2 separate regions of the Drosophila melanogaster genome follow, and region 2 is linked to region 1. Evidence: chromatin contacts called from public targeted proximity ligation data. All regions are on one chromosome and are shown on one strand. The core of a region is the stretch at or near the end of the contact, and the rest is flanking DNA. Distances in the headings are between cores, read along the strand shown. Region 1 holds the start of CG42680. Region 2 holds the start of osp (outspread).

Evidence for each region.
Region 2: a targeted proximity ligation map of the Kc167 cell line shows a contact between it and region 1, with 4 times the contacts expected there. A contact is called at or near these places in 15 of 107 Hi-C or Micro-C datasets (the Clone 8 cell line, the Kc167 cell line, the OSC cell line and 7 more) and 1 of 7 datasets of targeted methods (the Kc167 cell line).

What each region holds. Positions count from the first base shown.
Region 1 is chr2L:14,585,707-14,590,523 of dm6, reverse strand. CG42680 reads left to right here and starts at 2,290. Exons shown (of 2, transcript NM_001201881.2): 1 at 2,290-2,301; 2 at 2,366-2,604. The coding sequence starts at 2,290. The coding sequence ends at 2,536.
Region 2 is chr2L:14,687,058-14,691,874 of dm6, reverse strand. osp (outspread) reads left to right here and starts at 2,535. Exons shown (of 12, transcript NM_001169504.2): 1 at 2,535-3,409. The coding sequence starts at 3,197.

The sequences.
Region 1 (4,817 bases), core at 1,041-3,540:
TGGCTAGAAAATATCAATAAAAAACTAAAATATTCTAGGTTATGGCCAGTGCCAGAGATGCGAATGCCAGTGCGTGCTTATGGAGTGACTTCAGTTAGTGACAGGTATATTGAGTGCTACTAAATGTGAGATTACTGTCCTCAGGAATATCAATTGTTCCTAGAAAATTCCTAATGTCCATTGCTATGAAATAAAAACTTGTCAAAGCCCAGCCGAAATAATTAGAACATCCAAAACTCAGTATTAATCCTAAATACTTTAAAATGATTCGGCTGATTTAATTCCTGTCCTACATAAGCAGTTGACTTCCAGTTCCCAGGGGGCAGCATCTCCGATTCGAGTCGGAACAGCTTCCAGCTGCTTTTCCGCGAATCTCTCTCGGCTTGTGTGTGTGTCCGTCTGTCTCCCACCAAGATGCGTCGGCCTTTCAGGCATTTTCAATTGATTTTCAAATTTATCAAACAGGAAGCATCTCTGGCTACGCAGAGCGAGAACTCGCCGCCAGTCCGAGGCTCTAGCTCTGACTCTGGATTTGGCATTAGCTCGTTCTCCAGATGTGGCTCGCGCTGCGTGTCCATTTAACGGCATCTTATGGCGCAGAATTGGCCAACTCATAGTGTCCGCCAGATGGCTAAAGCCAAACAAACAAACCAAGAAACCAACAAGCCGGCAGACGACAGGCAAAGTGTTTCTGTCGCCGCTGATAGATGCGGCGGGTTTCAATTCGAATAGGATCGGTTTGGTTTGTGTGGAGATCTGGCTGACAATTTGTCAACTACTCGCCCAGCTTTACTTTGCTAATTTAACTGCTGTTTTAATTAGTCACCGCGCCTCTAGAGTATTAGCGTTAAGTGACTAGCTTTGGGTTTCGCGAGGGGTGTGCGCGTTATTAATTGCCCGGCTTTTAGCAGACGATCTCGATGGCCGAGTGGCAGGCAGGTGACAGGCAGCAGGAACTTTTAGTACCTTTACGTTTCTGGTGACTTTCTTTGGCACAAGTCACAAGCCATAATTTGTCATTTTAAAGCATTACTAAAATCACTTTTAATATCTATATTGCCATTAAATCATGTTTCACCAACATCCCAAACACTTTTTTGAAAATAGGAACTTCTTGGAAAATGTACATATTTTATACATTTCCTTCCACTCTTTCTGCAAAAAATCAAAGTTCTTAGAAATTTTTTTTTCATTTCTGCCTTGGTTAAATGGCTGATTTCTAAGTAAGTTAGAAAGTATTAAAAAGGAGACCTACCCGACGCAGGATTCTCCTTCCTAACAACTTATTTTAAATACAAAAGGATTATTTTCTTGTTACAGAATGCAAAGTTCCTTAGTTAACAGAAGTTTTACAGTCCTGTCAACCCTTCGATAAGTTTGGTGGTGTCGCCGCTACTTCGTTAAGTTGGTGTAGACAATACACCAACCATCGTAGTTCGAAACTTAGCTATATGTAAATTTACACGCGTAATAACGTTAACCATTTGTAGCCTATATGTAAAATAACCCTTTATTATCTCATTGCTGTCCATTGTCGCTAGATGGAGCAATATATTTGAATGAAGGCATTTTTAGTTAAACTTTTATAAAATTATAACGTTGGTGGAATTAGTTAAAATAAGAAAACAGTTTAAGGGTAGGCAATTCGTTTTGTTGGACGGAAAATATATCTCATTGCCTTGACCAGTGAATTTCAATAAAAAAAGAAATCGTAACATATTGGAAAAGCATGACCTTGAGAAATTAATAGTTATATCAAAGACACTAGAATAGTTAAAACTCCCAATAAAAATGTGTTACTGTGCAGATGAAGTTGTTCGTAAGTTGGACAGATTGAGTGATTATAATAATTTTATTTAACACTAAATCAATTTCATCAAGCTGTTCTTTTCGCCGTTTTGGCTGTTGTCCTGATGACTACCGTTCCAGTTTTCGCGAATCTGCCACAATGTGCAAACCGGAAGGGCAAACCTATTAAATACAATACCGCACGAAGAGGTTGATTAATCATATATAGAACCCCCATATAAAGCCCCAATATAGTAAGAGCCTATGATGAATATTGGTAATTCTCCAATGCAGTAATACCAGGAAAAACAATATTCTTGATTATTGCGATTCTTTGGAAATATTTATGTTCTTCCACCGAGTTACAATATAACCCAGCTCCCAATTATCGCGGCTTTAGCGTGTAATGATCATACTGTGGAAGCGATAAGAAACTTCTCTGGGGTATAAAAAGCATTGCACTCTGCAGAAAACACATTCTTTAAATTCAAATCTCGCAAGATGAAGTTGTTGGTGAGTTTAACAGATTTCTCAATCCATTATGAGTTAATTAAACAATTAAAACCATCTTCACCAGGCTGTTCTTTTTGCCGTTTTGGCCGTTGTCCTGATGACTGCCGCTCCAGTTTTTGGTAATGTCCCACAGTGCGAACCCACCGCCGACGCCGCCCAAGGAGGTAGCTATCCAATCACGGAGCTGATGCGAAACGGCAAACCTGTTCATTACAACATTGGAAGAAGAGGTTAACTGATCATGAAAAGAATACAATTGACATCAAGTGGTAATAAAGCAGCGCATTTTAGAAAAGATTTGTTAGTTTTTTGCACATGGTAGAAAGGAATGCACAAATCGACAACCAATAACATCTCGGGAACTGTGAGAGTTAGAAGGTTGAGTTTAAGCATACAATTGAAAATTCTTCTTAGCACTCACTCTACCTAAATACTTCCTGATAGGAATAGCGTTCATTTTTGTTTTAGGTATAAAGATATATTATGTTTTGATGATGATCATCCCTTTTCCTCTATTGACGATCAACTGCAAGTTACATCTACGTCGGTTCAACAAATATGCCCACTTGAACCCTTTGCTTTCCAGTTTTCACGAATCCGTTTAAGCTACAATTTTCCCAAAAAGCTCACATGGCAAGAACACAAATTGCGGATAGTAACCTGCTGACTAGAATAGACAGGCATGGTAGAATAGACAGGCATCCTAATCTAAGCCGCGCGTGTAGAACATCATCTGGCACCGCGAGCTGACATGCAAATTAAAAAGCATATGCTTTGACTCCTAATCACAAAGCACTTTCATTCAGTGACTGCTCTACCCCACCTCGTCCTTTTTGCCAAGCTCACTTGATGGGTGACTCTTTTCTTCCGCCTGTCAGACGTCGCTGCCGTCGCCTTGTCCGCGCTCACATCCGCGCACACATCCGCGCTCCCATCCGCGAACACATCCGCGTCCTGCTCCGCCGCCTGACGTTGACATTGATGTTGGCTGTTAGCTGTTGGCTGTTGCCTCTTTGAATGTGTTGCCTGTGTTGGGTGGTGGTGGCTGATGCGAGTGGCTGCCATTTGGGTGCGTGATGGATTTCTGCAGCACTCCGAGTCGAAATCCAGCGACTCCGACAGCTCGGCGCACAACTACGCCCCAAATGGCGCAAAAAGCGAAATCCCCCAAAATGATTAATGACTTTTCAAGTGACTGGCAACAAAACCAAGTCACCAGTCACATAACGAGCCTCAACAAGGATCAAAAAATCGTGGCTGCACTGTGGAAAATCTTTTCTTGTATAGCTCGAAATAATATGAAATGTAATCTCCATAAATTTAAGCAAATAGAAAATTATTTATTTTTATTATAAAACTAAAAAATAATATCTGAAAAATCTGAATGTATTTTATTTCAGTATTTTCTCAAAGTGTAATGGCTCGCATAGTGGGCGTCTCAGAAGAGAGCCACAAATTAGTCTCAGCAAACGAGGACGCGACTCCTAGACACTGACTCCGACCCCAGATCCATCTCCGAGGATGCTCCCCCTGCTCCTGACACATCCAACTTCCACTTCTAGAAACGTTCTCCGCTGCTTCGGGCTGCTCGTCTATCTTTGACATCACTCTGGCTGAGTGATGGGGCTGCGTGTGTGGGGTCCTTGTCATTGGGATTAATGATTTAAATGCGGGGGAGGGGTCGTTTTCTTCGCTGGCTGACTCGAACTGTTGTCGTGTCATTAACCAACACTCTGGCGTGCCATTTTCACCTGCAGCTGCAGTCATTTTTCAACACTGAGCCAGTGGGATGGTATCGTTAATTGCAGGCAAACGTCAAAAGTCGTCTGTCAGTCCAGAAACTCCCCAATCCTCCAACCTCCAGGAGGCTCCTAGCATCAAGCATCAAACATCAAGCTGAAGCCTGGCTTCTCGTCCACGTCCACATCCACGTCAGAAGCTGTCAGGCTCACAAAAGTATACATCACGGCCAAAAGTCCCAGTTCCCAGTTCCCGGTTACCAATCTCAATCCCCCTGTTTTCAGCCAGAGTCCAGGCCTGGTCATGGTCGATAGTTGGCTGTTGCTGTTGCAAAAGATTGATGTGTGCTGTACGACGTCGGCAGGCAAAACGGAAAATAAATGATGTTGGTGATTATTTTTCTTCATTGAGCGGCAGTCACTGCTGCCTGTTCGCTTTGCCGTTGTTTCAACAGCCATTTTGGCCATCAATCTCGTAGAAGCATCAGGCGAACCCAACGGGCGTATTCGAGGTGGCCATCAACTGGTGGACAGGGGGGTTTGCTTGGCAGAAGGGGCTGTACTCGCACTCGCTTATTCATTCATTCATTCATTCATTCATTCATACGCAGCACATTTAGACAATCTATCAAGTTAGCCTGACTCGAACTGGTTCAAATGGGTGGTCAGTGGGAGGTGGACAGAGACAGAGAACATGGCGTTGAGCACCGAGGATCGGTGTTTATGACAATGCACCAGTAAAATATTTTGGTTAATCTTATAATAGAAATTCTAAAC
Region 2 (4,817 bases), core at 1,286-3,785, 100 kb before region 1:
AGCGCAACAATGGACCCGAAAAAGAAGCCATTATCATGCAATGTTTTGTTGCAAGGCAGCTGCCAATGCAATCGAGGTATTTTCGGCAATTGCACAAGAGTCAGCCAAATCCGAATCAAATTTAAAATCAACTAATTACCGTAAATGCCAGACCCAGAAGCGAAATGGTCAATGAACTCGCTGCTTGCCAATGATTATCACGTATCACTAGTAAATATTTAGCTCAATAAACACATCGTTCGAAATGTCTAGTATTTAGTATACAAATAGTTTATCTCAGATGGAAACTATTTAATATAACAGTGTTCCAAAGTTAGCTCTAAATTAATTTTGGCTTGTTTAAAATATACATAGGTATGTATGTACAATATAATCGTTTTGTTTTAGTTTTAAAATTCATAAGTATTAATTTGTATAATATAAAAATGTTATAAATACCACTTCGATCATCCAAACTCAATAAAACGTATGGAAGTGAATAATGTTGGGACTTACGTCGCTTCTTCATTTCACCTTTATTCTCACCGGCTCCTCCTCCTTAATTCTTTGAGGGCAGCGCCAGACATTAGTCTTTCCGTTGCGAGATCCCGAACCCCCCCCCCCCATCTTTACCCCTCATTACACACAGAGCCCCCCATATGGTAGGTGGCAGTCAAAATATTTGATCGAGGGCCGACTCCTTTTTACCTCGTTCCCTGCGGCCTTTACCTCTCCCCGCAAGCCCCATCAAATGCCAGAACCCTTGACAAGCGTAATTAATCAATTTTCGTTCTACACAGAGAAAAAAACGTGGTATAAGCACATAAATTTCCATATGTTGTAATTTGACATTACTCCTAATTTTTTTTATTAAGTTCAATCCAATTTATTATTAATTGTTATACTGTTTATACATTTACCAAAAGCATATTGTTTTTATATAATGTGCTTTAAATATGTGTCATTTTTTCCGCAGTGCATTGCCTTTTATTTATATTTTTGTGGTGCCTGAAAAGGGTTTATCTCTATTGCCTTCTCCTTCTGTTCTGCATCGCACTTGAAAATTTGTTGACCGAGGTTGTTAATGAAGTGTGCAGTTAATTGTTATTGTTATGGGTACCGCTTGCTCTTGTTGTTGCATTGGCCTTTTCTGGCGAGATCTGTAAACAAATTGTCTGTGGCATGAAATGATTGCCTTTGCCGGCTTTGATTTTTCCACCAGCATAATTCATTTTTCCAGTTCGAGAGTCAAAAACCTCATCAATTACAAGACGGAAGTGTGGCAACATTCGTGTGGCAAGCTTAGCAGCATGTTGCTAAAGAAAATGTTGAAAACTTCTGAAAGTCTAGTTTTATAGTTTTTAACAACATACACCTAAAATAAGTTTATTTTAAAACTATTAAATTCCCTTGACGTAAATTCAGGAACCTTTATATATATAGAAATTATAACTACAATAGAATTTATTATTCGTTGTTAAAATCGCCAGCAACATTTATTGCTTTACCTTGCAACATGAAGCAACAAGTGCATGAGGCTCTACCAACACTATGAGAGGAATTCGACTGTGAAACTAACATTGCGCGCTTAGAGATTCAATCGGTTAACATCCACCGATTCGGATATTTTTGTTTGCCGGATTTTTATTTATCAACAAACTTTGAGTATCACTTAAGGAAATTTTTGTCTCGTTGACAAATACAAAAATTTTAATCATTGTTCGCATATCATAGATTTATTCGCACAATTTCAAAATACTCTATTTTAAGTTCACCCCTTTACTTTAAATTATTTTTAATTTATTTAAATTAACGTTTATTCATATGGCAGTTGGAAATGGATGCAACTAACTAGTCTGTCGATTGCTTTTGCAGATTCGTAGCTTAACGTTTGAATAAATAGAACATACTATTTGTTGATGCATTTTATTGCTTAACAAAAGTATGTAATCCCTGGATAACAAATTAAGATTTAGAAGAAATATACGAATAATACTTTAAAAAGCAATAATAAACCAAAAAATCATATTATTTGTAACTTGGCTATTCTGTAACTCATGATTAACAAGATTAGTCAGCTTTACCTAAGTAAGTTATTTTTGTAGCATTTTATCCTTTTATCTTTAGTTTTTGGGCAATTCAACAAACTTTAAAAGAAAAATCGTAAACTGTTAACTTAACATTTACCTCAACAGAAGCTGTTGCTGCAAACAGAAACGGTTAACATTGCCGACAAAAGAGAACATGTGCAGAGAGAGAGCGGAATGTTATACCCTTTCAGAAAGTTTACTGAAGATTAATAGATTGAGCTATATAGTTTATAGTTCCTAAACTATTTTTGACTTATTTTCTAAAGTACGAAAGACATTCCATATGAAGTATAAATAAATATGAATATTAAATACATATTATTCGAAAGGGTATATATACGCAAACTTGACGAAAATTAATTCCCATAGTTACTTGTTTGCGGTATTTCTCCCTGTTTCAGCATGTTTCAGTATTTTTTGTGTCTCAACATGTTTCAGTATTTTTCGGTGAATCGGTGCGATTGCTCATTCCGTTTTGAGCAGCGTGCGCGAACGGTGCTTCAAAAAAAGAGCGCGTTTTCCGCGCGAGCATAAAACAAATAATACCGGGTCGACGAATATACCACTAAAAATAACAACAAAAATACGAGTAATACGAAAGAAAAAAAAAACAAAACAAAAGGCGGCGAAGAAGGCCAAAGAAGAAAAAGCCCCAAACTTCTGCTCTGGTTCTCGCGTGCGCGAGTGTATGTGTATTTGTTGGGCTTACGCGGGCGTCCGTGTGTGTTTTTGTGCGTAATTGTGTGCATGTGTGCCAAAGCTAAGAAAGCGAAGTGCAAAGCGAAATTGAATAATTTCCCCATCTCTCTTTTTCGCTCTCTCACTGAGCGTGTAACCAAATACCCGAAAATAAGAAGTTTATCAGAGCTGATAAATTCTGAAGTGCCGAAATAGTTAAGAAAGGCTGGCTTTTAGAGCCAAAACAAAAACAAGCCAATGTTTTGGTTAACGTAACTTCGCGTCCTTGCAAAAAGTAAACGAAAAACAAAACAAATCGAGTTAAAAATAATAGCCATGCCATTTCTGCGAAAACTCTAAAAGTACCACCATTTCCGCACTCTCTTTCTCCTCTGCAAGTTTCCCCACTCTTTTTGTTTGTTGAACCGACGCAGCAGCGCACTAGCGAAATGTCAACCACGACAATAACAACAACGGTGCCTGCCGCCCCCTCGAAATCGGCACCACCCACTCCAACAACAACAGGCGCGGCAGGAGCAACAACAAACGCTCGCACCGCCGACTGCCGCAAGTTCACGCCGAACATTTTCAACAAGAGCAAGTGCAGCCACTGTTTTCGACAGCGGGAGGAGCACTCGGCCGCCGCCTTGGAATGCAATAGGGTGAGTCTCGGATTTTTCACCTTTTTGGACAAGTTATAAATCCTAAGAATAGAAGATATTGTTAACTTATAGGAAACAGTGGTATAAATATTTATTTCATGTCTATCTATAACTGTTTTAAGTTCAAAAGAACTACCTAATTTTAGTTCGATGTTCTGTTAAAACTTCTAACACCTTGCCCAAAATTAAGATAAAGTGCCTAATGAGAACATTCACTGTACTTGGAGTTGAGGGAAGTCACCCTGGAAAAACTATAGGATAAATTTAGTTTTGTGTGTGCTGAATAAATCTTTATTTAGTTTCCAATTCTGTGCGGGCTTTTCTTTGTTATTCCTCTGTTCCGAAAATTATAGTTCCATTTGGTTCTTCGTCTCATCTCAGGCTTCTTGTGCATCTTGCTGCAGTTTTGGGTGACATTTATGGGAAATATATCTTGTTGGGATTAAACTTAGTTGTGAACATTTTATAGATATTTTTATGTCTTTAACATTTTGCAGATGGGCAGTGAGAAAGTTAGAAATGCAGAACGTTCGCAGACATATCAGTTTAAACTTATTAATGAGCTATGACTGGACTTTCATCATTAATTTTAATTAAAACATTTTTAAAGAAGACAGCATAATCTGATCGGTAAACATGATCAAAGCTGACATTTAGTTTGATTACAACGACTTTTTAAGGAAGAAACTAAGTTCTTGACCAAGATTAATTCATTAATATGACCTAAGGCATCGGTTTGCCCCGGGCAAAAACATCTTCTAATCTTGAAACTTTCGTTCAATCAAGTTACAAAAATCGCCAGAAGACAGCCAGCATTTAAACAATAAACAAAATTGCGGCACGACAAAGGAAAACTCTCGCTTTCTCGTTTCACTGTAGTCTTGTGGTTTTAGAATTCGGGATAGAAAATGACGATACGAAATAAAATGCCACTGAAAACTAATTAAAATAACAAAAACTAATCAAAGCATAGAAAACATAAAAACCCACCTGGACTCAACTGACCGAGCGAGAAGCCGAAGAAAAAAGTGAAAATCGTTTATTTTGTTTACCTGCGATGGGGCTGGGTTACCAAAAATTTACGACAATACTATACGGACGCCCCGAACTAAAAAAAAAAACACCATGCCCACCGCCTTGAAGTCTGAGCTGAAAGGCCAACCTGCTTTCTTATAAGCCGCACGATAAGTTTTGGAATTTGTATTTAATAAACATAAAATCGCTGTCGTAAAAGAGCGAAGGAAACTGAGACGACTATATGAAAAATAAAACCAGAAGACTAGTTTACCATTGGGAAAGTTGGATTTTTCGTTGAACTATGCAAATGAAGGTGGTTGAAGAACAGCGGGAAAGATATGTCAACTGCTTCTAAACACTTGTCGAAAGATTAAATCCAAGATTAAGCATC